7 separate regions of the Mus musculus genome follow, and regions 1, 2, 3, 4, 6 and 7 are each linked to region 5. A link is a contact called in public HiChIP or PLAC-seq and promoter capture Hi-C data. All regions are on one chromosome and are shown on one strand. The core of a region is the stretch at or near the end of the contact, and the rest is flanking DNA. Distances in the headings are between cores, read along the strand shown. Region 1 holds the start of Rchy1 (ring finger and CHY zinc finger domain containing 1). Region 2 holds the start of Rassf6 (Ras association (RalGDS/AF-6) domain family member 6). Region 3 holds the start of Ppbp (pro-platelet basic protein). Region 4 holds the start of Cdkl2 (cyclin-dependent kinase-like 2 (CDC2-related kinase)). Region 5 holds the start of Btc (betacellulin, epidermal growth factor family member). Region 6 holds the start of G3bp2 (GTPase activating protein (SH3 domain) binding protein 2). Region 7 holds the start of Uso1 (USO1 vesicle docking factor).

The links. Promoter capture Hi-C pulls out the DNA fragments that hold promoters and counts their contacts. HiChIP or PLAC-seq counts read pairs in DNA pulled down with a chosen protein or histone mark.
Region 1: a promoter capture Hi-C map of hippocampal neurons shows a contact between it and region 5, with 7 times the contacts expected there. The contact joins the promoter of Rchy1 here to the promoter of Btc in region 5. A contact is called at or near these places in 9 of 39 promoter capture datasets (the 3T3-L1 cell line, cranial neural crest, embryonic stem cells and 5 more) and 7 of 115 datasets of contacts at active chromatin or transcription factors (acute myeloid leukemia, astrocytes, embryonic stem cells and 4 more).
Region 2: a contact with region 5 is called in a promoter capture Hi-C map of liver, with 3 times the contacts expected there. The contact joins the promoter of Rassf6 here to the promoter of Btc in region 5. A contact is called at or near these places in 3 of 39 promoter capture datasets (hippocampal neurons and liver) and 1 of 9 other capture datasets (adipose tissue).
Region 3: a contact with region 5 is called in a FOXA1 HiChIP or PLAC-seq map of pancreatic cancer cells. The contact joins the promoter of Ppbp here to the promoter of Btc in region 5. A contact is called at or near these places in 2 of 39 promoter capture datasets (hippocampal neurons and liver) and 1 of 115 datasets of contacts at active chromatin or transcription factors (pancreatic cancer cells).
Region 4: a contact with region 5 is called in a FOXA1 HiChIP or PLAC-seq map of pancreatic cancer cells. The contact joins the promoter of Cdkl2 here to the promoter of Btc in region 5. A contact is called at or near these places in 8 of 39 promoter capture datasets (the 3T3-L1 cell line, cranial neural crest, frontonasal cranial neural crest and 3 more), 1 of 115 datasets of contacts at active chromatin or transcription factors (pancreatic cancer cells) and 2 of 9 other capture datasets (adipose tissue and liver).
Region 6: a contact with region 5 is called in a FOXA1 HiChIP or PLAC-seq map of pancreatic cancer cells. The contact joins the promoter of G3bp2 here to the promoter of Btc in region 5. A contact is called at or near these places in 3 of 39 promoter capture datasets (cranial neural crest, hippocampal neurons and liver) and 1 of 115 datasets of contacts at active chromatin or transcription factors (pancreatic cancer cells).
Region 7: a contact with region 5 is called in a FOXA1 HiChIP or PLAC-seq map of pancreatic cancer cells. The contact joins the promoter of Uso1 here to the promoter of Btc in region 5. A contact is called at or near these places in 4 of 39 promoter capture datasets (cranial neural crest, hippocampal neurons and liver), 2 of 115 datasets of contacts at active chromatin or transcription factors (the NIH/3T3 cell line and pancreatic cancer cells) and 1 of 9 other capture datasets (embryonic stem cells).

The regions. Positions count from the first base shown.
Region 1 is chr5:91,961,576-91,965,183 of GRCm38.p6, reverse strand. It overlaps Rchy1 (ring finger and CHY zinc finger domain containing 1), which reads left to right and starts at 2,116. Exons shown (of 9, transcript NM_026557.4): 1 at 2,116-2,554. The coding sequence starts at 2,465. It also overlaps the pseudogene Thap6.
Region 2 is chr5:90,638,552-90,642,175 of GRCm38.p6, reverse strand. Rassf6 (Ras association (RalGDS/AF-6) domain family member 6) reads left to right here and starts at 1,649. Exons shown (of 11, transcript NM_028478.3): 1 at 1,649-1,789.
Region 3 is chr5:90,767,196-90,770,728 of GRCm38.p6, reverse strand. It overlaps Ppbp (pro-platelet basic protein), which reads right to left and starts at 2,211. Exons shown (of 3, transcript NM_023785.3): 1 at 2,006-2,211; 2 at 1,547-1,676; 3 at 666-1,412. The coding sequence starts at 2,126. The coding sequence ends at 1,322.
Region 4 is chr5:92,041,251-92,044,623 of GRCm38.p6, reverse strand. Cdkl2 (cyclin-dependent kinase-like 2 (CDC2-related kinase)) reads left to right here and starts at 1,582. Exons shown (of 14, transcript NM_016912.2): 1 at 1,582-1,825.
Region 5 is chr5:91,400,932-91,404,517 of GRCm38.p6, reverse strand. It overlaps Btc (betacellulin, epidermal growth factor family member), which reads left to right and starts at 1,524. Exons shown (of 6, transcript NM_007568.5): 1 at 1,524-1,860. The coding sequence starts at 1,797.
Region 6 is chr5:92,081,616-92,085,445 of GRCm38.p6, reverse strand. G3bp2 (GTPase activating protein (SH3 domain) binding protein 2) reads left to right here and starts at 1,702. Exons shown (of 11, transcript NM_001080795.2): 1 at 1,702-1,917. Gm46933 reads right to left here. Exons shown (of 2, transcript XM_017321256.1): 2 at 1,281-2,574. The coding sequence ends at 1,873.
Region 7 is chr5:92,135,791-92,139,458 of GRCm38.p6, reverse strand. It overlaps Uso1 (USO1 vesicle docking factor), which reads right to left and starts at 1,521. Exons shown (of 24, transcript NM_019490.1): 1 at 1,296-1,521. The coding sequence starts at 1,361. It also overlaps a transcript of G3bp2 not described here.

The sequences.
Region 1 (3,608 bases), core at 867-3,366, 560 kb before region 5:
TTTAGGCTTCCAAATGCTTGCAGTATTCACATCTAGTCTTTTCATGGCTAATACCCACTTTCTTTTGATGTTTTCATCTGTGGGGAATCTACAAAACAGTAAGAATATATTTTAAAGCTATATATGTGTGTGTATGTGTATATATATATATATATATATACATACATATATTAGGCTTTGTGATAACTACCTTTACCTGCTAAGACATTCTGTTGGCCTCATAGCTCAGTTTTAATATCTAGATTTTTCTGCCAATCATTCTTCATACATATGGCTTTTATTTAAATTTTTTTTTAATTATATGTAAGTACACTGTAGCTGTCTTCAGACACTCCAGAAGAGGGAGTCAGATCTCGTTACGGATGGTTGTGAACCACCATGTGGTTGCTGGGATTTGAACTCCGGACCTTTGGAAGAGCAGTCGGGTGCTCTTACCCACTGAGCCATCTCACCAGCCCTTAAATTTTTATAGTAGCATATGAATGTTTCAGTGGACATTTAGCCTGTAGCAAGATTTGCAATTAAAGGTTTTTCTTTCTCTACAGCGGTTGAAGAATACCTTTGGCCTTTCCCTTTCTGAGGTGATACCTAGAATTTGTCTTCAATGAATAGGAGGGCCTCTTATACTTCCTCCTTTCTGTCAAACCTGAAAATAACTTGTATAGCAACTCATACATAGCAGGTCTATAAATGCCTTATGAACTCATGCGGAGAACAGCTGGCACGTCTACGGTTCTGGAGCTACAATTACTTTGACATATACAGGAGGCAATAATCAGACTTCTCAACATTTCTAAGCTAGTTCAATATTGTTTTGGGACATGGTAGCACATAGGTTCTTTTTATTTCCCTGCCTAGTAAAGTAACTAGATCTTTCCCTAGTAATAACAGTGCTTCACAAAAGCTGCGAACATCCTAAGTATGCTTATTAAATCCTATTAGACCCTTCCTAGGGTGTCACAGGAATGGCTAAACACTAAATTAGAATCCTCAAACTCACACAGCTAAATAATCCTTGATCTGAACATGTAGTTTACAGTGAACCACTCCACCTCATCTATTTCTAAAAAGAAGGTATGGGTATTTGAACAGAGCCCTCAGTTAGATGATGATCGACATATGAACAGTAGAGACCGTAACACAGTTAGAATGCAAACATTAGCAAAGACGAGCCTGACAATTTGTGCGTGGGGGTATTTTATTTTTGGTGGGGGTGCTATCTGGTCTTTCATTCCTTGGCACTTGAAACTTGCACATTATAAAGGGACCATTGTCAGTTCAAATTTAACAAGGTTATTTTAAAAAGACTGGGAACAAAAGCTTGTAACTGCAGACTCTGGTAGAATCATTTTTAGTAAAAAGTTAAAAGTATCTGGCTTGAGTACAGCAAAGTCTTACACATGAAATGTCAGTCCTTTTAACTTGGAATTTGGTAAACAGCGAGAGGCACATCCAATGGCCGAGCAACCTTTCACCATGTTTTTAGCAACTCCTAACACAACTGGAAGAGAATTAAAACGAGTTAGTAACTCCAGGGCTAAGCTAAAGGCATCTCCTCCCGGACAATTGCCTCCCTTCTCCCAGATCCCAACACCTGAAGTTTTGCTGATAAAATGCTCTAAGTCTTGGTATTTTGTAAGAGTGGACATAAAGTTATGCACCTTGAGGTCTGAGATTCAAACTCTGCAGGCTTCTTTATTTCTCTCATGTTCTTACGGGCCAGATTTTTCTCTCCCACAGGTCTGGTACACACTAACTCCTGCTGGCGTACTGTTTGCCATTCAACTTTCAGCTCGAGCGTCTCCTTCCCCAGGGACACCACACAGGACTGTCCTTCCAGTGTGGAAGTTGTGACCTCATCTAATGCCGTGGCGTTCTCCCCCTCCCCATTTGTGAGTTCCACGGGGGCGTGGCGTGGCTACTTGTTTTTCACTTTGCGTTCTTAAGTCCTGGGTGGGTGACAGCACAATATTTTCTAAAGGGGGCGCAGGGAAAAAAGGAGACCGGGACAGCCGCCGGCACTCGGACCTGCGCGCGCAGCCGCCGAGCCCCGCCCCCTTTCGGAGCAGCCGCGGGAGGGGCCGCTCCTCACCGGCGCCGGCGGCTCGCAGCAGCGCCCGCCAGACGACGCAGCGGTCCCCTTCGCCCGCAATCAGGGCTGGCAGCGATGCCGGGGCGGGGAAAAAGAGCCAACCTAAGACTTACTACCATTAGCAGTGACGACAGCGACTAACGTGGACGACGGACTAAGCGTCTCACTTGGCTTCCACCCCTTACACCAGGGACCGGAAATCCGGATGCTGCAGATCACGTGATTGGACCCCCCCTTCCTGACTCTGGTGGCCGCTGCTCCGAGGAGGAGCGGGTGTCCGACCGACTCTGCTTCCTTAAGGCGTGGCTTCCAAGCTGGGGGAAAGGTTCAGTGGCTGGTGAGGGGGAGGTGGTGGAGGAGGAGGAGGAGGAGATGGCGGCGACGGCGCGGGAAGATGGCGTCCGCAACCTGGCGCAGGGGCCGCGGGGCTGCGAGCACTATGACAGAGCTTGTCTCCTCAAGGTGACGACTTTAGAGGGTACCTCCTCGATGAGCTGCGGTCGGGTCTGGCAAGGGCAGGTTGGGCAGAAGCTTCAGACCGAGCTGCTTGTCAGGATACCTGCCATCTGGAGTTGGGCTCTCCTTGCAGGAAACGTTTTGGCAAGGCGAGCAGGAGCTCTGTACTCGATCGCCGCTGCAAGCCAAGTTCTTGTTTGTAAAGACTTGGCCCTTGCTTAAATTCACCTCCCTTGTGGGTTTATCCGTCATTTGCGGTTGACAGTAGAATGAGGAAGTGAAAGGGCCTTGGCATTTCTGTCAAGTGCGTATGATGCAGTGATGAAAGCATAAGCAAGGGAAGAATCAGAATATAATTTCTGTACGTGTAGGAAGTTTATAGTATGGCTTGTCAGCTTCATTTTTTTGTCTAGGAATATGCCCAGACCTGTCCAGGAGAAAATGTCTGTGTGAAGTGAGAGTTGGGTGATTGCCATTAAGTTGGATATTGGAGGAGTGCCTAATACATATATGCTGTCATTTTTCCTGCTTGAGACGTTCTAGTCATCTAGAGTTTTTAAAAATGACTCTCACACAGTTAAGACTTACCTGATTTTTTTTTTTAAGAAGCAGTTTTAATATTTTGTTGAGAAAGCCTGAGATTTGAGCTGGGGTTATAACTCAGCCTTAGAATTGAGTTTATAATGCTGAAGGCCTTGGCTTCAGTCTTCAGAAGTCGCCTCCCACTGAGAAGAAACTTTGACTCTTGGAATCCTATAGCTTTCCCTTCATAGTTTAGATTGTCCTTAACTTGCTGTGTAATTTGGAGCAAGCTACTTTTTAAAGAGCTTGCATATAAAATATACAAGTTTGGAAGCTGGTCTTAGTGGTAAAGGCCTGTAGCTCCAGGAGATGCATACTTCCAGCTATTTGTGAAGCAGAGGCAGAAGGAATACCAGCCAGGAGATGCTAATGCAAATAAGAAAAAAAAAAAAAGGAGGTGGGGCTGGGGGTATATATAGGTCATTGCTAGAGTACTGGCCTCACCAGAGAGTCTCTAGGTTCAGCCTTCTCTGCCAAC
Region 2 (3,624 bases), core at 400-2,899, 760 kb after region 5:
ATACCCTCTTCTAGCCCCAGCAGGCACAGAAAGCAGATGGTGTCCACACACACAGGCAAAACACCCATGCTCATAAGATAAAAGTAAAATAAATTTTAATATAATTTAAAGTATATACCCTTTTTCATCCTGTTACTTCACTTTGAAGGTTGTAAGGTCGTAACCACAGTTCAGAGCAATTACATGTAAAAATTCGCTGTAGTGTTGTTTAGAAATAAAACTCCCTCTCAATAAGGAACTGCTTAAATAAATAATGCTCTATGCATATGGCATATTACAGTGCCGCTAGTTAAAATACATTGTAAGAAAAAAATTAACCCACCCTGACATATGGTAAATTGTTCACAATATCTTTTATGAGATAAAGATAAGTTATAGAAGAGCAAACTATGCAGCCACCTTCAGATATGTTCCCAGAGTAAATATGTCAGCCATGACAGTCAGCCCGCTGCTTACAATAATTTTATTCCAGAGATAGATTTGTAAATATTTTTGTTTCATTTCTGTGTTTTTGAAATTTTTCACATTGTGCATGCTATATGGCTTTACAGTCTACAGAAAAACTATACATCTACACGAGGATAAAGTATTTAAAGGGAAGGCTGCAGATAAAGGCAGAAACCCAGTGTTGCCCAGACACTGAAAACAAACAGGAGATCCGTTTGAGCACGGGCGACTGGGTGCAGCCAGGATCTGAGCAAGACATTGTAGAAGCAGAGCTGTAAACACTGCAGGTCCTGTTCTTTATCATCCAAAGGTCAGTCCACGCCAGCAACCACACACCAGTATACTGTGAGCCAACGTGGCCAAGCTAGTACAAGTGATGGCCGATACCTCTTTTGACCAATGCCTGTTAAATCTCAAAGCCCCTCACCTTTTTCAATGGCCACAGGCTAACTCGACTGTCTGACCCTTTCTGCGTGAGTTTAGAATCCTATGGAAGGCACCGTATAGACACATCAAACAAGCACTGGGGCTCTAGCGTCATTGTCAGACCTTCAGTTCAGTCAGCATTCCACCTCAGAGAACACAAGTCAAGCCTGCCTCACCTTCTCTTAAAATAATAATACGGCTACCCAAGACCCAATTTAAGTCAGGTGGTCAGGCCAGGCACATGAGCCCTGATGTTGCAAGCTGCCTGGAAGGTTCTGGCACACCCTAAGGGTGTGAGGAAAAAAAAAAAAAGTCTTGGGTGCAAAGGTGCTGGCAGAAAGCCAAGACTAAGGAAAAGAAAATTAAGAAATCACAAGCTGAAAGACAACTTAACTTTTCAAAGACAAAACGCAGAGTCCTAGCTGGAGCCGTTTATCTGCAGCACAGTTGGCTAGCAAAGATCCTGCAGCCTGTCACTGACAAAGGTCCCCACCATCAGTCCACTACTGCAGAGAGCAGGGTACCTGCTGGCCGCAAGGACAGAGTAAACACTCCCAACATGCACTGAGGCACTGGGCGTGGCTCAGGTTGCTCACACCCCCTGCGATGGGCAACCTTGTAATAATTAACTGCCGCTGGGGCTGCGAAACTCTGCCTGGAGCAGCACTGTGGGGCCAGCCATGTGTCCTCCACCCTGACTGCCTGCCTCGGCTCGGAGCAGGTGAGTGATCAGGTGAGTGACAAGGACGCCTTGTCACCCGCAGGCAGCTCCGCCTTCCCACTACTGTAAGGGACAGCTCGCCACCTCAGGCTCCGCGCTGCTTGGTCACAAGAGTCTCCTTTGCCCGGCACAAAAGCAGGTGAACTTGGAGGTTGAAGCGAAGAGCCCCGCTCAGTCCACACACAGGCACACCAGGTAGGGGTGCGGGGAGCATTTGAGAGCGGTCTAGAGAAACTGAAATCCATAGTCAGGAAGCGTAAACCCGTGCGTGCATCAGCGCAACCTGAGCCCTAGTGTGAGTTGGCCTTAAATCAGAATTTTTTTTTCAGAATACTCTCCTGGAGAAGGTAAGCGCGTGAGGGGGTTAGGACACAGTAGTGGGGAGGGGCGTTTGGAGCAGCAAGACCACCCTGCCTTCCCCTTTCCCAAAGAGCCAGCTCGTTGACTTTTACCTTAGCTGCTTCTTGTGTTTCAAGTTTGTCATACATGACTACATCGTAAAGGAAAGACCCTTTAACTTGAGGGGTCAGTTAAATGTTCCTTTCTTCAAGGTAAATCAGCTTCACTGAGAAGGGATTGAGATATAATGAAGACCTCACCAAACAATGTTAGGATGACCGTAATCACAAGGGCATCTGTGAGTTAGCATCCAGATTCTGAAGCTGGAGAGTCATAGGATCAAGCCTTGTGTCTGCTACTTACTAGTTTGTCACTTTGAACGTTACTTCCCATATCTAAGCCTCATAAGTCTGGCATCTATAAAACAAACATGATACCATGTGTCTCAGGGCACTTTAGTGGGGATTAAACAGGTGGCAGTTCTTCCACAAACGGCATCGCATCGTATGTCACCGCCCACAAATCTACAGATCTGTAAAATGGGTGTGACGGGGAGGACAAACTGACCTGAGCTGGACAGACAACACCAGACCCTGAGGATGCTGGAAGAGGAACAGTGCTTGTGAGACTGACCTGGTGACCATGGGCGAGCAGCAGCAGCTCTGTAGTGGTAAAACTGCCTGGCTTCTCCTCACTTCCAAGTGTTTAGCCTACCTGAAGGCCAGTTTAAACTTAAATGTTATCCACTTTTATTTTGTGAAAGTGGTGTTTATTTCTGAGGAAATAAAAAGCATCTGTAGTGAGAAAATTACTATCTATTTTATGCTGTAAAGCCCTGGCCTTTATGCTTCACATGAAAGACTGCATTTGAATGACTTTCATCAAATTAGACTATCTGGGCTAAGCCCTTCTGTTGTAACACATATTGAATGGTTTACAGTCAAATGATGGTGACTTTCTTTATATGCTAACAGTCTGGTGCTCATGCTTTGTCGGGCTCTAACTCTTCAGCTTAAATGACAAGGAAGTGGCTTTTTATTATACGGTGTTGTGTAAAGGACACTTTTGTGACTCTTGCTATGAGTTTTATGAATGTTGCTAAATGGTTTACAATGCAAATCATCATTGTCTTAAATGTTCATTTTTCCACTATAGAATTTGAATTTCCTAATCCACATCTAATGAGATACTGACTGAAGAATTTTGGGTAGATTTCTAATGCCAAGTCAACTGACATTTGTTGTGCTATTGGCTTATAGGATCTAGCAATAACAGTGCAGTTTGGCTTATAAAATAATCTCATTTATTTAGACTACCTCAGAGTAATAACTAAACATTTTTCATCTATTATACTGAATATAAACTGTTGAATACAATTTAAAGTATTTGATTTTATATTCCCTAGTGATATATCAATATAAAAAACAGTGCCCCAAGTAAGATAAATCTGTTTGACTATATTTAATATTTTAATATTGAGATGAATCTCCTTAACCTCATAAAAAACTATCTTCCTAGTTAGCTTATATGCTATACGTATATGTTTATCTGTTGTTCCTAAAATATATAACCCTATATTGCAAATTATAGAATGTTCTAATCAACAACACAGAAAAATAACGAGGGTTGTATGAAATAATAAACTTTTCTAATTATATTTAAAATAGTGCAGATAACATAGCATTAAATGT
Region 3 (3,533 bases), core at 962-3,461, 630 kb after region 5:
CAAGTCTCATGATTTCTTAAATGTCAGGTTTCCTCCCTTTCTGCAATATGAGGAGAGCTAGCAGCTCTGCTAATAGCCTAACGATTATATGTGACTCATTGTGACACACAGTCTTTAAAACATTTTTAAGTCCTTTTCTTTCTCTTATCAACTCTATTAAACAGCTAGAGACCATTCCCATTTTAGAGATGAGGAAACTAAGGCACAGAGCAGGTCAGCAGCCTAACAAAACTGAAATGGCTACTAGGCAGGGTTCCTATAGCTCGGGGGGGTATGCCTAGCATCTTTCAATTCTTGATAGTGTAGGGCATTTAAAATGGCACAACCTAGTGACTTTACCTGGCAATATTAAGAAAGAAAACAAAACAAAACAAAAATAGAGGTCTAGGAATGTGGCCCAGTGGCAGAAAACTTGCTTAGCATACATGATGCCCCAAAGTTCAGTGAGAGAGAGAGAGAGAGAGAGAGAGAGAGAGAGAGAGAGAGAGAGAGAGAATGGATATAGAAAACCTTTAATAGTACATCAGACCCATCATATTTCTTTGTTGCAGACAATAGTGGCGTTTTTAAAAACAGTTTGTGTTAAACCCTTTTTCACCTCACACTTTTGGTGCTACTGGTGTTAAACATATTCACTATAAAGTAAATGACCACTACTTGCAGAATTTACTTTCTATGATTTTATTGTGTTCAGTTTCAAGTAAACATATGTAAAATGTTGCAGAGGTTGCTTGGAAACAAGACATTCTAGGGATAAGACATTGGAAAAACATGGTCATGACCAGAGCGAAAACTGCTTGACTCCAGGCGATTTCCGTTGCAATTGACCACTACGAAATTTATCATTATATATGTATATAACAATGCTCAATGGGAAAAAAAAGCAGCCATGGATTTGAAGAGAGCAAGGATGGGTATATAGAAGGGTTCAGAGGGAGAAAAATGAAAGGGGAAGGGATGTAATTATAATCTCAAAACTAAAAGAAATAATTATTAAAAACACAGAATGAAAACTTGACATAGTACATTTGAAAAGAAAAGCTCAAATAGAGAAATGCAGGACATGTCAGAATGCTTAGCCAAGAACTGCAGAAATAGACCATAAATTGCAGGTTGCAACTTGGCTTGCCCGTCTTCATCATTGTTTGTTTGTTTGTTGTGACATTCTTTATCATGCCTTCTCAGAATACAGTGTGATTTCTGAGACAGAACGAGAGAACATCCCAATTTCAAAGTGGAAAAATAATTCTACCAAGTCCAGATTTCAAACCCTCAACCCTTCCTGAGCAGGAAAATGGTTTGGCACAGATGAAGCAGCTGGTCAGTAACCTTCCAAGATTTTCATGACGATTCTCTTGACGCCAGGGGCATTTGGGTCCAGGCACGTTTTTTGTCCATTCTTCAGTGTGGCTCTGCCAAAGAGAAAATGATGGTCTGTGTACAACAGCCTCTCTGTCAGAACAGATCCATGAGGAGGGAGGAAAGAGGAAAAGAGTGGAGAGGGTTTCTATAATGACAATAGCAGAACAAAGAATCAGGGACTTACATCACTTCCACATCAGCACAGTGAACTCCTGGCCTGTACACATTCACAAGGGAGATAGAATTGAATGGGATTCCAGAGATGGTATTCGTACATCTGCAGCGCAGTTCGATATATGGGTCCATGCCATCAGCTACAATGGAGCACAAGTCTTAATTGGTGACTATGCATTATTCTCCTCCCTTTCCTAACTTGTAAATTGAAGGCAATTGCCCCTCTTTCCCACAAACATGGTGAATAGGATCTGTAAACTTTGAATGGCAAAGCTAGCAGATTGTCTTCCATGTAACGAAGTCCTCATAAGTATGTCTTAGAATTCTTAGTCACTACATCCTCCAAACCCAGAAGCACTGATACAATCCATGCACATACCCCAAGCCCCACCATGAGCACCACAAGCCGCTTAGACACATGATGAAGGGAAGCAGCCTTCATACTCATCTTTCCCTGAATTTCTCTTACATTTTCCAGCTGTAAGGGGAGCCAGCGCAACAAGGATCAGGCCCAGCAGCAGCAAGATCTGGAGGTTATGAAGTGGGCAGGCCCTGGTGCAGGACGATGTAGGTCTGAGTCTGAAGCCCATAATGAAGAGCAGTGAGCTAGAACTGTCCCCAGAGCCAGGAGGGAACAACGTGAGGCTGAGCTGCCCAGAACACTGCTGCTATGTTGCTTTATATGCCTCCAGACCTCTTTTTATACTGCCGAAGAGGTGGGGAAGGGGAAGTGAGTGTATGTGGCTCTGTAACCATAAAAGGATGGTCAAGCTGTGTCCAACCCATATCAACCAGACAGGTTAAAAATCCTGCAGAGTTAGCTACCAGTTCTGCATCAGTTCATCCACATTCCTGCTGTTTCTCTCTGGCTCTGATTCATACAGATGCATAGCCCCCGACTTAGAGGTCAGACCTAGGTCAGATCACTGCATTCTCTGTGTGAGCAGGTAGTCACAGGCCACACCTTTTCTACAAAGTAGTTTTGGGGCTTAGTGGACTCTTGAGCATACTTTCAGTCACAAGCCTGTGGTCTTTGAGGAGGAGCTTCTCTACTCCCACCAAATGACAGAGAGAGTTCCTGTGCTGGTTCCTGCTGGGTATCAGAATTTGTAAGGTGTGTGGGGTGAAAAATATTGAGTCACTTAATATGAAGGATTCACTTTGGGTGTGAGTTTATGGGCTTCTCTCTGTCTTCTGAGTAAATTACCTTCTTTTGATTTTATCCAAATATGTAAATAAAAATTTCTTTATGTAAGAAATTACTTGTTTCTACTGTATGAGTGTACAAAAATATCAAGATCAACTTATTTGTTGTCTCTTTTATTTTTAATGAAATATTCATACACTCTAGGCATATGAAAATTAAATATGCCCCTTTCCCTTCACAGTTACTCCACACTACTGCTTTTCAATGGTAGCCATCTGTAGCTACCATTGCCAAGTAAAAGTTTGGCATTTCTATTGTAGATGCATTTATATGTATATATTTATGGAGACACACATTAACCACAGATGCACAGGAAGATCGCGCTGTACAGAAGCACGAGTCTATAGGAGTCGCTGGTTTACACATCTTCTAAAACTCAGAGGGAAATGGAAAGAATTTTTAACATTATTCACAAGCTTCCCATTTCTGGCCACCACAAACAACTCTCCCCATTCTTGACAGTATTTATGGGCTTCACTGTACATTTTTCTCCATGTTTAACGCCACTTAAACTTTTTTTCCGTGTTCAATTGTTAAGGTTACTCTAGTTCTTTGAGAGGAACTGTATAAAGTATCTTAGGTGCAAGGAACACTCAGTGTACAACAAGCTGGCTTCAAACTCACAGTGTTTCTCAACCTGTGGGTTTTGACCTTTTGAGGGTCAAACAACCCATTCACAGAGTCACATATCAGATATCCTGCATAATAATATATAATTACATTGTAATCATAAAAGTGGCAAAATTGCAGTTATGAAGTTGCAATGAAAATAATTTTATGATTAGGGGTC
Region 4 (3,373 bases), core at 333-2,832, 640 kb before region 5:
ACCATTTTTCTCTGCCAGTTATTTTATGGTTCAAGAAGAAAACAGCAATCCTAGTTGTTCTACATAACATCTATCTCCTTCCTCTTCAGTAATCGGATGACAGACAGAATAATCTTCCTCCCCCTTCCCTTCTTCATGGTGCCTCACAGAGGCTAGGTCTTGAGCTTGGTCAGTAGCTGAGAGAGACCTGACTTTGCGGCACTCCTGCTCCCTACCTCCGAGGGCTGAGATTAGAGGGCTGTGCCACAACCATCATGCCTTAGTGTATAAATTGTTGGATGTGGGGCCCAGGGCTTTGTGCAGTCCAAGCAAGCATGCCATCACTGAACTACCCTATTTCCCAAAGGAACTTGTACTTCTTGACTACCCTCTAGTTCCTTTACAGTTATTTCCAACTTTTAAATATTTTCTCAAGCAACACCTGTTCACCATTTTTATAGCCTTTGTCCTTTCAGTTCCCATGTATACCACTAATTTTGCTACTCAACTGTTTATTTTTTGTAAAACTGGAAAAAAGTAAAATATGAGGTTCCCACCCTAATAAACCTGTTTGTACATAAAAGTTCACATGAATGTCTAGAGAGATGGCTCAGTGGCCAAGCACACCTGTCACTCTTCCTGAGGACCCACGGCAATCAGAAACCAACTGTAACTCCAGTTCCAGGGGGTCTTGACGCCCTCTTTTACCTCTGTGGGCACCAAGCACGCTCACAGTGCACAGACATACAAGCAGGCAGAACACTCATAAATATTTTTCTATTTAAACCTCATGGGGTTTGTTACAATCTAGAGTAAAGCGATGGGAATTATCTTCAAGTTGGTCACAGCTCATTGCTACATTATAACTCACATCTTGGGTTATCCAAAAACAACCCCCCCCCAAAAAAACAAAACAAAACAAAACAAAACAAAAAAACCAAAAACCCATACCCTGTTTCCAGAGGTGGTTCTCAAAATTGTAGGTTCGGGAACTCGATTTTAAGCAGTTTGGTGAATGATGGTAACTGAGCACCGGGAGATTAATGCAGTACCGAACTAAGAAAAATTATAAAACAATTGCTCTTACACCTTACTATGCAAGAATAACCCCTGGGTGCTGGCTAGGCATATACGTGTCTGTTATCAAGGATACTTTCCTGGATCGAGCTATTAAAAAAAAAAACATATTTAGTTGAGTACAAATTGTGTGGCTATAGGTGAATACAAGTAAAACTATTTGGCCTTACAATCTCAGTCCCTTAATAAGGAGGGATAAAGCATTTCCCGGCTTCTCGTACGACGTCAGCATATGCTTGGTAATGGTCTTCCGATCTTGCCCTGTCGTGGCTAATCTAGTCTTCAAGCTGAAGGCAAGCTTTAAGCTCCAGCTTGCGCCGCTTGCAGTCAGCACCTACCTTTCTTGCTTTCTGGTCCTCTCTGGGCTCCACCCCAAATCTTTCCCTACCAGGCTGGCGTCCCAGGGTCCTTTTTCCTGTCAGGTCTGTCAACAGATCTCATCCCACCAATTTCGGCTAAATAAACTACTAGGCTCTTCCGGTCCACCGCCCGGAACCGAAAGGAAGCGAGGAATCGCGGCTGGGCGGAACCTCCCCGGGTGGGGCCCGCGCCCCGCAGCGCCCCGCCGCGCCGCGGGCGGGCAAGCTGGGAAATCTCATGGTCTCCTCAGTCCCAGCGAACCGTCACCTTGGCTCTCCTCGTGGCCACTGGGGCAACCTGCGGTCCCCTGAGAGCAGAGGTCTCCTGGCGCCGGCAGAAAGGTCCCTACAAACTTAAGACCGTAGGTGTGGGGACGAGGCCGTCAGCTGAGCGAACCTGCGAGCTCCAGGTGAAGGGGCGGGGCGGGGTGGCACAGAGCCAATCACAACGCCTGACGACAGGCCTCAGCCAATCAGGATCAGGGAGGCTCCGCCGTAGGCGGGGCGGGACCAGGCGGGTGAGAGCCGCCCCTTGCAGCTAGGGTGGCCAACGCCTTCGCCTAGGGCTACTTGGCGAGGTGCTGCTTCCCTGAGCTGAGCGACCCGAGGGCTTTCGGCCGGCGGTGCTCTGTTTTCCTCAGTTCGTTTCTCTGCAGCTGTTGTCCTTGACAGGTGCTTGTGTCTTTGCCTGTCGCAGACGCATTCTGACTCGGGCCCTTTCTCTCTCTCTGGAGACTGCCTATGGCTGGGGACCGAGTGAGGTCGTTGCCTTGACGACGGCAGCATGCGGCCCGTAGTCCTCGGAAGTGTGAGCTTGCGGAGGGCAGAAGCCAATCTGCCTCCCTGCCTGCTTCACCTAGGACCGGTAATTGCGTCCGCAGAGGAAATCCCAATACTGGGATTGCTAGTGTGCTAGCTAGTCAGCATCTTTTTAGATCTGCTAGCGAGATGCATATCACCTTAAATTTGTTTCCAAGTTGAAAACCTTTGGCTCTTTCCATGTGAAGGGTTTGGAAGAAATAGTAAGTATAATACTTTGTAAAAACCCAGTTATTTCGTTCTTTTATGTATAAGAAATTTCAGTTTGATTTTAACCAAAGAACATTGGTAGTATTTGAACAGTATGCTTGTATGGCACATATCCTAAATTATTATAGTGCCATCGCACCAGACTTCTTTTTTGTATGCCACGTGCTACCCATAGATTTAAGAGTGAGAAGGCAAGAAACTGATGGGTTATAAGTTACTGAGGAAACAAGGCATATTTTAGGCCATGATATTCTTAAGGTATTTTAGACAGTCCCACTTGAACAAGTAGGTGTGCTCTATGTAGTGTGTCTACATGGTTGGGAAAATAAATTTGGATTAGTTCACTTGTATAATACTAGGTTATAATATGTTTCAGAACCTTTTAGACATGATTAAGGTCATTTTTATTTGGTTCATTTTGCATCTTTAAATATCTAGGATGCCAATTACAATATGTTTAAAAACGATCTAGGCTATAGATTCCAGCTATTTGTATTATTTTCACTAGCCTAAAGCTTACTCCTTTACAATATATACTTAAGGGAAGGTTAAAAACTATGCCAGTTAGAATCACACTGAAGGTTTTTCCAAATGTAAATTTTTTATTATAAAAGTAATTAAAGGTAAAAAGAAGTTAAAATGTGAACTATATGGGAAGTCAGTGCCTATGACACTGTAAATAGTTTTAAGTAGAATCTAATACCCAAAGTGGTAATAAGATAGTGAAGAGTTTTGAATTTGATTTTAATTAGGATTCTTTTCATTCTCTCCATCTTCTCTTTTCTGTGTTGATCTCCATTTACACTGTGCAAATAATGGCTGCTGGATGGTGTACTTCAGTGGTAGAAAGAACACCTGCTTAGCTTATTGGAGGCCCTGGGTTAACACAGACACAGACACACACACACACACACACACACACACACACA
Region 5 (3,586 bases), core at 275-2,774:
TATTTGCAGAGAGCAGGATAGGAGAGGAGGCTGCCACTGTCTGTTGGTGATAAGAAGGCAGATGTTAAGTATGGTGTCATCTCAGAGAGGAGCCTTGGTGTAGGAGCCCTCCTACACTAGCAGATGCCAGGAAGATAAAAGGACAGAGACATACGGAGGGAGTGCCACCATTCTAAAGCCCTGATGGCTTCCTGTACTCCATCACCTCTGTGGTGCATGGCCCTCTATCTCTCAGTTCTTCCCTGCTCCGGACCCCACCCAATCATCTGAGACGGTTCCCTCTTCCAGGGCTCTAAGGGGTTAACTAGAATGGATGGATTTAAAACTTCATTCTTCTAGATACATCAGTTGCCTACGGCACTAACATAACTAGGATCGGTTTAGAAATAAAATATCACTTGCTTAATTTATATAATGGGGTTCAAAAGGAGGGTCAAATGCTTGACTTATCTTTCATATGTAAAAAAAAATGTTTATTGTACTTTCCAGTGTCAGAAATGCAACTTCTGAAGGTGGATGCATTGTATGCATTGCTTTTACAAGATCAGTAAATCAGTTCATAAGACCCAAACCCCTTGGTCAGTTCAGATGCAAATATACTTGTGCTATACGGTAAAACTGGAACCCTTTTATAGGCTGTTCAGTGTGTCTTTGGGTTCCAGAGACGGCTCAATGCATAAAAAGTTCCCATTACTAGGCATGATGAAATAGAGATAAGGTTTGGCAAAGCACAAGCATACAACACACACACACACACACACACACACACACACACACACACACACACACAAACACACACACACACGAAAAAGAAACAGAAAGATCCTACTAGAATTAAGAGGTAAACAAATGAAAAAATAATGGATAAATAAAATAGAAATGAAGTTCTTTTATTTATCTATTTACTCAGATGATTTGTTACTAAGTTTCTGAGCTAATATTGTGCTATGTGGGCCAGGCTGACCCTTCAAACTTGCTCTCCTCCTGATTAGAGGCATGTGCCACCACATCCAGCTGATACATGAAATTTCAAAAGGACGTTTTGGCAAGCTAAAATGCCCGGCTAATTAATAACTGACTAGAAGGCACTGAAAACTGAAGTATTAACTTTAAGAATTCTATAGACAACAATGACTCTTGAGAAATCGCCTGTCTGCGTCAACTGTCAAATGCTTGAGGTTTTTTGTGGTTTTTTGTTGTTGTTGTTGTTGTTGTTGTTGTTTGTCTGTTTGTTTTTTCTTTTCAGTGAACTTCGCTCTAGTCTCAGAATTCGCTCCTTAGGCCAGAAGGAGACTTCTAGACTTTCCCCCAGAGGGCTTCATGAGTTGAGGCCACATGACCAGGTCCTCTTCTGCCTCTCTTCTGGGCCCCATTTACCTTGTTTTGTCCCACAGGGGGAAAGAAATGAACCGTCAGGTGAGACCCAGCAGGGGGAGTGGGAGAGCTGGCCCCGTGGCCCTCTGAGCGTGTCCTTGGGTGTGAGTATGGGTGTGGGGCAGCTGGGTGGGAGCAGCGTGCAGGCTACCAGCACCAAGTGGTGTGCCTCTCCGGGGGTGTGTGCAGAAGGCTCCAGGATAAATAGGAGGCTCCCAGTTCTGGGTGACACTGGAGCCCGCTGGCTGCCCGCCCCGGGTGTTTCCCTGCTCTGTAGGCAGGCTGCCTGCTGCTTAGTTTCGCTTCCTCCTGGCTCAGGGATTAGTTTTCAAGCACCCTCTCGGTGCCAGGGCCCAGGAAGGGCATAGAGAAGGAACCTGAGGACTCATCCAGGGGCTGCCCTGCCCCTCACAGCACAGTTGATGGACCCAACAGCCCCGGGTAGCAGTGTCAGCTCCCTGCCGCTGCTCCTGGTCCTTGCCCTGGGTAAGTGTTCATTCTGAGAGCTACAGATCAGGAGGAAAGTCATGGGGGCTGGAGTCCTGTGAACCTTGCTGAAAGAGTGAGCTGGTGAAGTTAAGATCCCGCCTCTGGCTTGCACCTGTTGGAGTCTTCCCTGGGTATACTCGAGGCCCAGGGCGGCAGGGATCCTGCTGCCTGCTGCTGGGCTGTGCTCAGGTGGCACCTTGAAGTGCCAGGAGCAGAGCTCGCGGAAGGTGCTGGCAGGGACCCGGGAGGTGCTTAGCAGGTGCCTGAGATGGGAGGAGACTCTCAAAGGAAGAAGCAAGGGAGTCTGCACCGAGAAGGATACCTGCAGAAGGCAGAGGCGGGCATTCCTAACATGCATGGACTGGAGAGCAACGTGCTTGTGTGTGTGTGAGTGTGTGTGTGTGTGTGTGTGTGTGTGTGTGTGTGTGTGTGTGTGTGTGTGTGTGATGAATCCTCCTAAGCTACTGGTAGTCTCAAAAGCAGTCCCGTCTTCTCTCCTCTCTCTCTCTCTCTCTCTCTCTCTCTCTCTCTCTCTCTCTCTCTCTCTCTCTCTCTCTCTGTCTCGTTCCTGGAAAACACACACAAACACACACACACACACACACACACACACCTTCTCTCTCCCTTTTCTTTCTTCCATTCGTGTGGCAGGAGCTGCGAGGGAGAAGTCCTCTCTTGAGAGCTTTCTGTGACTGTTTTTCGTTCAGGACGAGAAAGCAAAGAGAAATGAAAAAATACCAAACGGCCTCACTTGGGACCTTTTGCTTCCTACTTTGAAAAGTCAGGAGAGGAAATACATCTCTTTATTTGGAAAATTAGGGCCTGTTGGTTGAGAACTCCTGGATGTCCGCAGAAGCAAGAGAGGAGAGGCGGCTCCCTGGAAGCCAGAGCTGTGGAAGCAGAGTGCAGCTTCAGGTGGCATCCTGCCCTCTGCCTCTGAGTAGCAGACGAGAGGACAGCCTGGTGGGAGAGCCCAGCCATCTCCAGACCTCTGCTTCGAGGTCCTTGGGGGTTCTGGAAGGGAAGGGTGCTTTCTAGCCTTATGTGGAATCTAAGAGCATTGAGACATTGTAAGGAGAGGGACCTCTTATGTGTCACCGTGCTATATTATATACCTTCTCTCAAGCCTGGAGAGGGCTAACAACTGTAAAAAGGGACAAGATTGTTTATCAAGGTGTAAAAACAGATAATATAAGTGAAATTTTTGTTTGGCTGTGTCTCCAGAACTAGAGAGGCAGATAAAATGCTTGTCAACCTGGTGGCAGAAGGACTGCATGTAAGGTCCAGGTTAGAGAGGAAGGACTGGCTTAGCCTACAGTGGAGGCATGTCACCTTAACCCACTGTAGAGTGATGTGAACCAAGAGGACATGAGATGGAGGTGTAGAGGAAGTGCTGAGACTATTGTCAGTATCACTTAAACACAGCTGGCACTCACATCCTCTACCTTGTCTGGATTGCCCCCCAGCCAAGATCTTCTTCATCTTGGTATAGTGAACTATATGCTAATGTATACAGGAAGCAGGCAGAAGAGTGGTCCTGAGATTCTTAGGTGTGGTTCTTGCTTTATGTTGAGTTGGGAATGCCAAAGTGACAGGGAAAAGCTCAGACAAGCAGAGAAGGGAGAGCTCCATGTTGAATATGGAATGATGAGAAGTCACACAGAAGATATGTGTGGGTACTGGGAGAACCTGAAAGATGGGAGGAAGTCGGGGTAAGAGTGGG
Region 6 (3,830 bases), core at 453-2,952, 680 kb before region 5:
GGATGAAGAATACTTACAAAAACACTGCATGGAGCCCAGCATGGTATCACACATGACCCGTCTGGTCTACAGAGTGACTTCCAAGATAGCCAGAGCCACACTGAGAAACTTGGTCTTGAAATATCCAAAACAAACCAGAAGCATTCGATGTGATTGGAAACAGTTGAAATTTTAGCAGTCAATAGTAGCAGCATTCTGTCGTTTACAATTAGGGGTGTGGGGTATGGATGCAGAGTGCTTGTGTTAACATGAGTAGTCCTTGTTTGTTTGAGTATTATCGAGAGAGTCTCCTTATGTACCCCTGGCTGACTTAGAATCTGCTTCGTAGACCAGGTCAGCCTAGACCTTGTGATCTTCCTGCCTCTGCTTCCCAGGTGCTGGGATTAGAGGTATGTAGCCCCGAGCCTGGCTGAGATGAGTAATACGAGCGTGTCCTTAGGGTAAACCGTCTCGTAAGTCTCACTTTCCTCATCTGTAAAGTGTGCATTCAAATAGGTAATTACGTAAGTGGGTTTTTGTGAGACATAAGTGACTTTTATAAAATACCAGTAGCGTATCTGGTCTATAAACACTGTACTTAAAAGGTAATCTGCAGAAGTAATGCATTAAGAAAAACCATCTCAGAGTCATTTAATAAATGATGGTCTGCCTATATATTTTGCATATAAAAATTATTAAGCAATCCAAAATAATGCCAGTGTAGATTTTGGAGGCTCAAGTACCAATCAGCATTGCCTTTTGTGAACCTTTTTTTTTTCTTCTTCTAGGAAATCTCTACTGTGAGGGAAAACTGAGGATGTATTTAATCCTGCATTTTGCTTGATTAAAATGTGTTCTATTCCTCTCAATTGCCCTTCCGTTCCTTTCACCGTTTCATAGCTTCATTCCCAGTTTCTTCTGCTATCTTGAAATTGAAAACATTGCTATTAGTGGCAAAGTAACATTTGGTCTACAAAGGCTTTTTTTTCCCCATGAATCAAGGTTCATGAAGCAGTGTTGTTTCCATAACTAAGTCCCAGTGGCATAGATTTATAAGTGGCTTTTTTTTTCTTTTTTAAATTTTAAGCCTTTCAGCCTTTGTTCCAGTAAGTTCCATTTAAGGATGAAGCCACCAAGGCCATACAAAAGCCCCAAGCCCATACAGCCTATGTCATACTTTCCCCATACTCCATAGCTCGGCACCCTTATTTAAAACTAGCTGTTTGACATTGATGAGAAAGACTTTTAAACCTCCATTTCCTAAAACAGGCTAATTAAGCAATACAGGTGAGCTCACTGTGCAGAGTTCAAAACTGCATTTTAATGCTCCGATAACGCAGCAACCAGGACCATTACTAAATTTGCTCCCTCTTATCACGAATAAAGGCTCCAGGAATAACCGTTTGTAAAAGCCACTGGTTAGCGGCGAGCCATCTTTTTTGTTCGCGCCACCTGAGAGGACAGGGAGGCTTCAGCATCACTGCAAGAGAAAGGCAGCTTCCTTGTGACGTCAAATCAGCGGGCTCTCGCCCCGACTTTAGGCCGGTTCCGGTTCCCTGGCTTTCCGGACGCCCGAGCGAGCGAGCGAGCGAGCGCGGCGCCGTTCTGCGCGTGCTCCGCAGTGGGACGCGAGAAGGTTGGGTCTAGCTCTCCAAACTGATGCCTGATTGGCTGGCGCTGTGCTGGGGGGTTCCCTAGCCCTTTCCGCAGGGGTAAAACAATAAGAGGGGGCGGCGGCAAAGGGGGCGGGACGTCCGTGTTCTTGGAGCTCGTTGCAGCTCTAGGCTCTCGGGAAGAGGTGGCTGTGAGGGGCCCCGAGCTCGCGGCTCTCCGGATTCCGAAGCCTCGGGTTGCTTCGAGGGAGGAGAATCTGCTGCGGCCGATCCCGCGACACTACTGACCTCCGCGCGACGTGCCCGCCGCCGCTGTTGGTTGGAGGTGTGTACGGGGGCCGAGAGGGGCGGTCGGTGTGGTGGTCGGCAGGGGACATTTCCCTCCGCTCCGCGGCTCGCGGCAACCGTCCGGTGTGTGCGCTTGGTGTCGGGGTTGGTGCGGCGGAAACATTGTTCTCGCCGGCTGCCTACGCCAGCAAGAGTGCGTGCGTGCGTGCAGAGCCGAGCCTTTCCTGCAAGGTGAGCGGAAGGCTGCGTGGGGAGGAGGATGACCTGCGCGCGTGGTGCAGAGGAGGGCACAGGTGGGGCTGGGGATTGCTAGGATGAAGCAGCCCGGGGGTACCCTGTCCGCCGCCAGCTCCCAGAGCGCGCCAACGGGCGCCAAGCCGCGAAGCGGGGCAGTGGGCTCCTGCAGAGGCGGTTTCAGGGTAGGAAGCCCACCCGCCTGGTTCCTCCGCTCGCCGGCGGCCCTAGTTCCCGGTCGTCGCCCCGCCCGTGGGGGAGGGGAAGGAGGCCGTGTCGGCGGAGGCAGAAGCAACGCAGATGCGAAAGTAGCGGCCTCCGGGCACCATTTCTGTGCCCGGAAACTGAATCCGGGGTTGAAGGTGGCCGCCGCTCCACTTGCCGGGTGCTCGGCGTTTCCCCCCGCCCTCCCCGGATTATCCCGAACGTGTTCGGATACTGGGACTGTAACGTGCGTCTCCTACGTCCTTTTTCTGCAGACAATCTCTCCTGTTACCCAGGAATAAAAAGGACGTTTCAGTGCTTTGGGAATGGGCTTTTCTCCCCCTGCTATTCTTTGGGGTAGGACAAGGGGAGAAGAACGTAAGTTTCCCTAAATGGTGTGGATTTCGTTAGTGGAGTCTGATTGAGGTTTTCCTGCGTCTCTAAGGGCAGATTTATTTAGGTACCCCTGTGGTGCTTTGGGGGGGGGGGGGGGCTGTAGGGTCGTGTTCACAATTTCTACTCCCAAGATATAACTAGTTTTAAACCAAAGCACAAAAAACATTGAGGAGATGCCTTTTGCTTCTTAAAAACAAAACACGTGCAGCAAATCTGAATCAAGGAAAATTGCCCCCTTCTCTCCGGGTGTGATTGTTGTGCAGTTGATTAGCTTAAGGTTTCTGGTTTTTAGATTCTAGACACTATACCTCGCTTGTTCCAAGTACCTAGGCAGGGGAACCATTAGCTGCAGTTTAAAAGGATGCACTAATTCTAAGTGAGGATAGTAATTTCTTGTCCCAATTCCATATTTGGCAGTTATTGTAGCCCTAGGCATGTGAACCAAACTTTGAGTAAACACTTGATTTAGCGAAATTCAGTGATCCCTTTATGGTCTTTAGGTTTGGACCCAGTGTCCCACCACTCTGGAGTTAGAGGCAGGTGGTCTTTTGAGTTCGAGGCCAGCCTGGTCTACATACTTCCACAGGACAGCCAGGGCTACTCAGTGAGATACTGACTCAAAAAAATGGGGGAGGGGGAGTTCGGTCAGTTTGGACCTTAGGACGACTGAATTATATATTGTCCCTTCGTTACCGTTTTCGGACATATGCACTATCTAATCTCAGTGTATGAAAATTGTTTTGTTCTGACAAATTGATTGTGAGAACGGCTTCAAAGTGTGTTTCCCAGTGGCTTGGTTTATTGTGATGGTTTAGGTTATTGAGAATTCAGAATCAAAATATTGGCGGGCATGGATGCACGATTTAATGTCAGCACTCAGGAGGCAGAGGCAGGCAGATCTGTAGACTACAGAGAGTTCTGGGACAGCCAGGGCTACACAGAAGACCTAGACTCAAACAAAGCACACAAAACTAGAATTAGCGATGGGGGAAGCAAGCCTCAGATGGAGTACCGGAATGTTTGCAGAGTGGGTGGCTGTCTGTAGGTAAAGAATTCATTCGATAATTTAGAAGATTAACTTTGGCTAAGAGTCTGAATGACATGTTCAAGGCACCA
Region 7 (3,668 bases), core at 272-2,771, 730 kb before region 5:
ACAAACATCAGACAAAACACAGAAAGGTTAAAGAGATGGGCTGTGACTGTGGTGAGCTAAAGTCCCTGGCTTTCCAATAACAGCAGCCTTGTTGCCATGTGGGGAGGAACAAGGGAAGCCAGGTATTGGGGGAAGAGGAGATCTGATTTTCAAAAACAACACATGTGACAGCCTTCAGCTCCGTTGTAACCTGGTGGGAAGTCTGGCTCAGTGGCAGAATGCTTGCCCTCCATGTAATCAGGCCCTGGATTCAGTCCTAGGCCTCCTCCATCTCCCTCAGTACTAACTACATGCGTAAACTACACTAACTACATTAGTACACTACATTCGTTAGTTAACGTAATCCTAACTTAATTAATGTGGGTAATCTTATTTCCAAAAGGGCCAGCTAACAACTGAAACCCGGGATCAGCAATCAAGTCTAAGCTTAGCAGAAAGCTTAGTTTCTTAGTTTCCCCCGTAGTAAATTCTAGCTCCAAGATTCTGGTCAAGTTACTTTAATTCTCTCTTCATTAGTAAAGACTCCATCCTATCTTGCAGGTCCTATTTTATGACCCTTCTGAATCCACAAAACAGAGCTATGACAACTACCCAAAGTTTGTCTTTAAAATGTCACACGCGGTTTTTTTTTTTTTCTGTATATCTAAATTCATTTTTCTCAGGTAAGCCATCCACAGCAGTTTCCAATTGGCTCTGCAAACTTCCCAGGAAGTGTATCCTAAACATAAAATCAAATGCCGGTTTTCCATGTCTTAATAATTAAAAAAGAAAAACATTAACAAATCATGTCACCAATAGAGCAGAAGAGTCCCTAGAGTGGTTAGCGCGCAGATCACTACAGCGTGCAAGAGGAGTAAGTATTGCCCCATGACACATTTGGGTGAACCTGAAAAGTAGGGTCTGAACCACCAACCCTAGGCAAACGCCCATTCTTACAGCTGATGGGGCAGGAACAGGTGGCATTGTGCCCCAAGAATATCGTTTTATTCTTAGCCACAAGCCTTCGCCAACAGCTGGGTCTTAACTTCCTTCCAGCCCCGTAGAGCCGGGTTTCAGCCGGCACCGAGGCTGGCCGGCCGACAGGTTAAAGGGAAGGAGGGAGGGGCCGCGCGGTCCGTCGCCGTGCCGGGTCCCCGAAGCCCTCCTGTCACCACGGCCCGGGCTGCACCGCCGCGTGGGGAGCTCGCGCGTCCGAGCAGGGGGAAGGAAAGAAGGCAGGCGACGGGAGCGGCGTAGACGCCCCGATCTCACCCACCCAGCCCGGCCCCAGCCCGGCCCGGCGACGCTGCGCTCACCGTCTCGGCTTCAGTGTGCTGGGGTCCGGCACTCTGACCCCCCATCACCCCACGGAGGAAATTCATCTTGTCGCTCAGCCGCCGGCTTCACCAGCCCCTCTGCCAAAGAAAACACGACCGCCCCCCGCCCCCCGTAGGGCCTAGCCCCCGAGCCGGCTCTCCGCACTCCCCGGCCTCCGCCACCGCCGCCTCCTACTCAGCAGCCTCTCCGGCCCCCCGAGCCCGGAAACAGCCGCGGACACCAGCCGCGGTGCGCATGCGCGGGGACGTGGCGTTACGTGGCGGCTCGAAGGGCGAAGGCAAAAGGGGAGAGGAGGGAGCCCCGGGCCGCAGGCCACGCCCACCTGCCCGGCCCCACAGGCCACGCCTACCAGCAGGCCTCCCACCACTTGGGCACGCCCCCTCCTCCTCCTTGCGCTGCTTGCTGCTGCTGGCCGCGGTCACCCACGTGGTCGCAGCCCTGCCCAGTCGGCTCCCGAGGCTCTGATTAGACTAGGAGCATCGGCTGGTAGGTGTTTTGTCGCCGAGAGCGGGACGGACTGCAAGCTGTCAAACCTGAGGGTTTATTTTTGTTGAGTCGAAAGTGAAATTTTCCTTTGGCCGGCGTGACAGGTAAGGGGGAGAAGGGTGTCCTGTCCCCTGGAAGATTCGTATGGTTCTTTCGGTTAAGCGGTACGAGCGAGGTGGCCTTTTGATCCTCGCAAATTGCATTTCTACCCAGGGCTTTGTTTGGTGGTAAAGGGGGTGCTAGAGACCCCTCATTCCACTACCACTCGAGGGCGCGTTTCTAAGTTCTTGCTCCTCAGCCCCGCTAAAAAGAATTCCTTGATCTAAACACCAGGTTCTCCGCTCATTTTCAAGTGTGAGAAGTAACCCCCTTCGTTTATCTCTAATAAGAGGTTGGAAATAAATTGTTCCATTGTGTCATTTTGGTAGCATAATGCCCCCCTTTTTAAAATTAATTCTTAATTTCTACGTTTTCAATGGTTTTAGCAAGCAGAATGTCATATTTCCAAATCGCTATACTTGTTCTTTCCAAATGAGGCTGCCAGGTACACATGGTTTTGCAAATTTCTTGACTCTGAAAGGGAGTCTAGTAAACCAACTGACTCATGCCTCTCTTGGTTTCAATTCCCCATAGGTCTCAGATGTGACGATTAAGACCTATGTCTCCCCCAGACTCCCTCTAAAAAGAAATCAGTATGCTTCCACGGTGTGCCCTAGCGTGCTCAGTAGTACCTCTACCCAAATAATCCCCTAGTCTGTAAGGAGGAATCCGAAGACTCCGGCTTTCCTCCTTCACCTGTCCAATGTTGAGTGTATGGTGTGCAGGAATATTTCTCAGATTCTTCCACACTGAGATTACAGCAGTAGGCTCCTAACTAGTTTGTCTACATCCAGCCCTGGCTTCCCACAGTACACCCTTGGGTGAGCCCAAGAGGAAGTATGTCAGTCCTCTTGTTAGAATCCTCCAGTGGTTCCCCGGTTTATATAATGACATCCAAACTCCTTAGTTTGGCAGACACACCTGTTAGGGTTGAAGCGCCAGTGTCCCTCAAATACTCAACATGTTTCTCTTGCTTTAGTATGCCCTTTCCCTCTTTGTGGGGCAGATTCCTGCTAGTTCCTTAAGCCTCCACTTCAGCGTCTCAGGAGAGAGTACCTTGAAATCAAGATGCAGATTCTTTGCGCTGTCACTTTGCCGCCGACACTGAATTCAAACTTGATAAGCCAAATCTGATGACCCGGCCATTTGTAAATCAGTTGCTAGTGTATTTACTAATCATGGAGTGATTTTGATGGATAGGTGAATAAATTGTTGAATGAACATGTGACTAGTATGCTAAGAGAGACGATCTGTTCTGCCCGTGAATGACAGAACACACACCATGCAGGCCGTAGTGATAGATAGTCCCAAGGTCGTAAGCCTGGACACAGAGCATGGTGGGATACTATTGCCAGGAATACTGTGTGCCACTATTGTCCTCTGCTTGACATTTTGCTTTAGACATTTTCCGTGGAGGCATTTTGTTGCATCCTAAAAAATGTAACCATTAAATTGTCACCAGTGACCAAGGAAAGCCTGCTAAGACCCTCACCTAGCATTCTCACCTTGCCCTGAGCCTGACCTCTCCTCTTCCCCAAGTCTCACTGTCCTACCTTAAGGGATGAGGCTCTGGTACGATCTGAGGGGGCTTGGAGACATCTCTGTTGTTTGGTAATGGAACACAGGACCTTGACATTGTTACAAAATTGTTTTAAGGGACAAACCTCGTTGAAATACCTTGTTTTAAACTTTGTTGGACACAGTAGTCATGACTTACGAGGAGGTGTCCATCATTTGACCTGTTTTATTCCCTAACATTGGGTCCT